Regions from separate parts of the Mus musculus genome. Here region 2 is linked to region 1. The links are chromatin contacts, called in public targeted proximity ligation maps. All regions are on one chromosome and are shown on one strand. The core of a region is the stretch at or near the end of the contact, and the rest is flanking DNA. Distances in the headings are between cores, read along the strand shown. Region 1 overlaps Myof (myoferlin). Region 2 overlaps Gm33036 (a long non-coding RNA gene).

Region 1 (2,797 bases), core at 204-2,703:
ACAAGAGAGGGCACTTCCCGTCATTTAATCTGATGTCCAGAGCCTGCAACTCTGACCTTTGATAGGAAGAAAGCAGGTAAAATATACCGAATAGAATAAATATTTGCCTGTGGCTACTGATAAGAAAATATTTTTCTTCTTTTTCTTTCTTTTTTTTTTTTGGACTGATGTGTTTATGTTTGAGAGTAGGATTTTGGTAAAATACAATGTATTTACCTTTTGATACAAATCAGAACCTCCGCCTTGGAAGAGATCAGCTGAGTTTCTCCAGAAGGGGAGGAGCTGGCGCTCATTCTTTCCTTTTTCCTGGTTTGCTGGGAAGTTAGGAGAGGGCCTGGGTTACATATAAGGTCTTTGAATCAGACTATGCCTGGCTAGAGGGCGTCTTCCTAGCTCTGTGATCTTGGATAGAGTTCATGAAAGGACACAATAAAAGCCCAGCGATGCCTGGCTCTCACGGAGCCTGTCTCCCACCCCAAGGTGACGCCTTCAGCATGTGTGTCATGTGAGCAGCCTGGAATCTACTGAAGTTCCAGGTGAATGCCTCCACCTGGGCTGTGGTCAGCCACCGGCCTTCTGTTCTGCTTCACAGGCATCCTTTGTTCTCAGCATCTGCCCTGGTCACGTGCTCAGCAGCATACGTTCGATGTTTTGGGGTAGCTTGGTTTTCCTTGGCAGATTACTAACTTCTGAAAAGTCTTTCAGGCTGGCTTCTAACACCTTAGTTCCTTCATTGGCTTGTACCAGCCAGATGAAGGTTAGCGTGGAATCCAAGGCTTTGCATCATGTCTAGCCATAGCCGTCCCACACAGTTTTTACCTCCTTTCTTGGCCCTTTGCCTCCAGGCAACTGTGCTGTGACTGATGCCCACCCCCTAGCTGGCCTTGCCACTTCTTCAAGAGAGCAGTCCTTCAATTCCACCTTGTCAATCAACCTTGACTTTGCCTCTTCTTCCTCTGTGAGGTCTTTTCCAGTACCCAAACTTGACATCACCTTTCTTCCCCTCCCCCCGAATTTGCATGTTCTGTATTCCTCCAATGGCAACTAAAATCACCCTTTTCTAGTTAAGTACCTCTTGACACACCCTCACTAGACCACTTGAGGACCAAGAGCTCTTACAGGCAAGTGATCATGTATCTCTCTCAGTGTTCAGCTCTCTCACGTGTCATGCCTGGCACGTGGTAGTTTTAAAAATATTTGTTATGTGGAGGATTGAAGGCATTCATAAAGTTTGTGAAAGATCTCCCTTAGAAGACCATGGCTATGAGGTGGCTTAGCCTGAGCCGGCCGGTTACTTCTCCCATTATTTCTCTTCCCCTAGGAGGGAAGCTTACAAAAGAAAGCCAGCTGGATCATGTGATGCCCACTCCAGTGGAAAAGTTAATGCTTAGCAGAGTGAGGGTCATGACTCACAGTGTTGCTATGCTGAGGTCTTGGAAGAATGAGGTAGTTAGTCGTCCGTCTCTCCTCCCCCCCCCCCCCCCCCCCCGTCCTCCCCCAAGCAGACTGTGTTCTGGGAGAAGAAGAGATGTGGCAAGCAGTTGAACAAAACCCACCACCTCCCACATTCCTCAGCAGCAGAGCAGTGGTCAGGCATGGCTCAAAGTGTGGCTGCCAATGTGCCCCTGCCTGCACTGTCACCGGAGCCCCTCCACTCATTGACTGGGTGATTTTGACTACGTCGTTTAACCCCATTCACCTTGGCTGTAAAGGGGAGGTGACAATAGTAATAATAAAAATTACACTGCTGACGAGGGATGAGGTGGTGCTTTCAATGCATACAGTCGTCAGAGGCAAGCTCTTATTTTGGTATCCATTGGAGGATAGGGACAGGGACCTGAAGGAAAGCCATGGGCACTGGCTGCACTCATCTATCTTCTCCTCTAGGTAGATGGACTGTCCAGGCTCAGACACAGAGAAAAAAGACCTTAGGTCTCACAAGATGGTCCAGGAGTGCAGGGAACCCCCACGTTCTCCACTGGTGCTAGCAGAACTCCTCTCTGGATGAGGGTGTGGATGAGGCTTTGAGAGGGAGCCCAGCTTAGCTGCTAAGCTGTGGTGTTGTCTTACCAACTTTGGAGCAAAGAGGGCTTCAGAGTCGAAATCTCAGGTTTCCATCAGGCCACGTGTGAGCGATTTGCCCATGTTGTACCCTCAGTGTACACATCTGTAAAATGGCTACCCCAGACTCTCAAAGGTCAGTCCCCTTGAATTCTTTCAGCAGCAAGATAGAGATGCCAGTTGGAAGCCTGTGGGAGAGAGAGGGGAACTGAACAGCACGACCATGATGGTGGATTCTTATCCCTTGTAGATCTCGAGGTGGAGGAAATGTTTTGAGAACCCAAATGGTATTCCCTTTGTAAACCTGACTCAGGTGTCCCCCGCAGCTGGCAGACAAAGGGGTAAATGAGTGGCATAGGAGGCTCTGAGAAACGGCTTTTAGGGGAATCAAATGGATGGTACAAGATCTTTAGTGACTTCTAGTTGATTGAATCTCTTGCTTTTCTTTTTTTATTTGCAGATGAGAAAAAGAAAACAAAGAAAGTTGATAATGAACTCAACCCTGTCTGGAATGAGGTGATTTTATCGATACTGTTTCTTCTTACAATTATAGACGAGCATGCACTCATATCATTCAACTCAAAAGTATTTTCATGGCTGTGTAATATTCTACTGAAGGGAAATCATGTAGCTTCTTTACACTGACCCCTCCCCCCATAAACACACACACACACACCACACCCACACCCACACCACACCCACACACACACCCACACCACACCCACACACACACCCA
Region 2 (2,797 bases), core at 120-2,619, 330 kb before region 1:
TTGTTGTTGTTGAACATGATATTTGGAACTGGAACAATACCACCTTGAAGGAAAGCCCTAGAAAGTTCTGAGGCGCTGGCTCTGACATCTCTGAGCCAGGACCCAGTGCCAGCAGCCACTTACCTCGACCCCTTGCTTGCTCATTATCTGAGAGAGGAAGCAAAACCAGGAGCCACTGTTAGTCATGTTTTTCTGTTGCCCAAAGCTGAAAACGTTTCTTACTCTTGCCTAGTATAAGAGATATAATATTTACTTCAAAGTGTTGTAAAGATAAATGTAGGTAATGTCATTAGTAATTGTTTGGCATTTAGGGTACCCTAGCTACTGTTCTGAGCACTTTACATATGTGGATTATCTAAACTCTCTCAAAAATGCTTGTGAAGCCGGGCGTGGTGGCGCACGCCTTTAATCCCAGCACTCTGGAGGTAGAGGCAGGTGGATCTCTGAGTTCGAGGCCAGCCTGGTCTACAAAGTGAGTTCCAGGACAGCCAGGGCTACACAGAGAAATCCTGTCTCGAAAAACAACAACAACAAAAAAAGACATGATGGCCCTCTCCACCTTAAAGACAAAGAAATGAAGCCACTTACTCAAAATTAACAACTTATGAATGACAAGATTTTGTGTACTGTCGTCTGACTCCAGTCTGTCTACTTACTTACAAAGCACTTAGCCCAGAAGTACGAAGTTGGCACCCTGAAGCTGCTGGCAATACTAACGATGGTGATTAAGGAACATTTCCCTCTGGGGTGACTTGAAAGCCGAGCACCTGTGGTTGGGAAATGTACTGTGCACATGAAGGCAAAAACACTTGGACAACAAGATAAGCAATCCTGCGACAGGAGTCTTAAAACTAACAAGGCAGAGTTTGGGGTCAACTCCAATGGCATTCCAGGAGCCATCCATGATTCCCTTCCTTAGCTCTGTCCTCATCCGTAGGCCTCCATTCCCTGAGGACTATGTTCTTACCCGCCCCACCCCCACCCCCCGCTGTGATCCGCACCCACTCCCAGCCCTCCACCATCGGGATCACAGCTTTTCTTTATTTTGGGCTAAAACATCTTATACTTTTGTTCTTGTTGTTTTTATTTTGTTTGTTTGTTTGTTTGTTTTTTCGAGACAGGGTTTCTCTGTGTATCAATGGCTGTCCTGGAACTCACTTTGTAGACTAAGCTGGCCTCGAACTCAGAAATCCCCCTGCCTCTGCCTCCTGAGTGCTGGGATTAAAGGCGTGTGCCACCATGCCCGGCAACATATTATACTTTTAACTACCAATTGTGGCCACTAGGTGTCAGCATCTATCACAAAATGAGCCATTGCTCACACCAGCCTTCTTCAAATTTAAGCTCAAGACTGCAGTTATGTAAAAGCAAATCTGTTTTCTGGTCTATGGATGCTTAGTCTTTTTCTTGTTTTCTTGTTGTTTCCAGGCAGCAGACAGAAAAGGAAAGCAAAAGCTATTTCTTTTGATCTGCTAACCCAAGAGAGCCAGCTGCCACTACTGCGCTCTGGTGGGGACTGCAAGGAGTTATGAAAACTTTAAAGAGTGAAAAAGGGCCTGTCCCTCATGGATTCTGTTGGCATGCAGAAGCTTTAGTTGGCTACCATGAAGTAAGGCATCCTATGTGATTGGCTGGGGCACACATTTGATTTCCTCTATCAGTACAGAACTGAAAGCAGGTAGCTGAGAGGATTGGGGAGTGTCAGTCACTATCAAGGGCTGAGCAAGCCGGGCAGCAGATAGAGGAGCTCTGATAGAAGCTCACTTGTGGAATTAGTAACTAATCCATCAGGGGTTGTAGGATAGGCTGACTTCGAAAGCTATTTGCTGTAGATGGGGTTGGTTCCCTGAGCAGGGGTTAGGTTAAAGTTCTATTTTGATATATACTTTGTCGTATGTTTCCATCTCCCTGTGGTAAGCAGTAATCTTAGCTTTACATTTTTTTTATCATGTTTACAATGTATAAAGTGCATTTGTGTTTATCTCATGATTAGTGAGTGATACGAGACTTTGTCTCTTTACTGTAAAGCCAAGGAGTAGACTCAGAAATGTTCATTAATCCAAGCACCGTGGCGATGAAAGAACTTTAGGGGTGTGTGTGTGTGTGTGTGTGTAGGTGTGTGTGTGTGCCTGCTTGTGTATGGGGGTGGGGGGGAAGGTGCCTGCTTTAGGACTTCAAGTTCAGAGACACAGGTTCAAAAAGCACTAAATTGCTTTACAGAAGAAAGTAGAGGGTGTGGAAGCTAATAAAGATAAACAGTGCTAGTTTACCTTTGTAGTAAATGCCTATTGAATACCGGAGAGAGGGCGAGGCTACATGATAGGTAAGGTGAGGGACAAGAAGCCAGGTATGACTGGAAGTGGTGGTGTAAATCTTTAATCCCAGCACTTGGGAGACAGAAGCAGGCAGATCTCTGAGTCTGACACCAGCCTGGTCTACAGAGTGAGTTCCAGGACAGCTGGGGCTACACGAAGAAACCCTGTCCTGAAAAAAACAAACAGAAAGAAAGGAAGGAAGGAAGGAAAGAAGGAAGGATGGAAGAAAAAGCCAGTGTGGGACTTATGTATCCACTTCCAGCGTTGAACAGGTTGATACCAGAGGACCGTTACACTGTCCAGGCCAGCCTGAACTATATAGTAAACTCCAGGCCAGTCATAAGATTCCCATCTCAAATAAAAACAACAAAAAGAAGAGAATCCAGGCATGATGGCACATTCCTCAAATTCTGTTGCTTAGGTTGCTGAGTCACAAGAGGATCACAAGTTCAAGGCCAATCTGGGCTACATACAGCGTTCTA

The links.
Region 2: a targeted proximity ligation map of extraembryonic endoderm stem cells shows a contact between it and region 1, with 2.2 times the contacts expected there. A contact is called at or near these places in 2 of 39 promoter capture datasets (hippocampal neurons and liver), 4 of 130 datasets of targeted methods (embryonic stem cells, extraembryonic endoderm stem cells and pancreatic cancer cells) and 1 of 9 other capture datasets (embryonic stem cells).

The regions. Positions count from the first base shown.
Region 1 is chr19:38,024,122-38,026,918 of GRCm38.p6, reverse strand. It overlaps Myof (myoferlin), which reads left to right. Exons shown (of 54, transcript NM_001302140.1): 2 at 2,522-2,577. Among named protein-coding and RNA genes, the nearest start is that of Gm52396, 9.9 kb to the right of the region's middle.
Region 2 is chr19:38,351,428-38,354,224 of GRCm38.p6, reverse strand. It overlaps Gm33036 (a long non-coding RNA gene), which reads left to right. Exons shown (of 4, transcript XR_003952856.1): 4 at 1,429-1,986. Among named protein-coding and RNA genes, the nearest start is that of Gm32960, 4.1 kb to the right of the region's middle.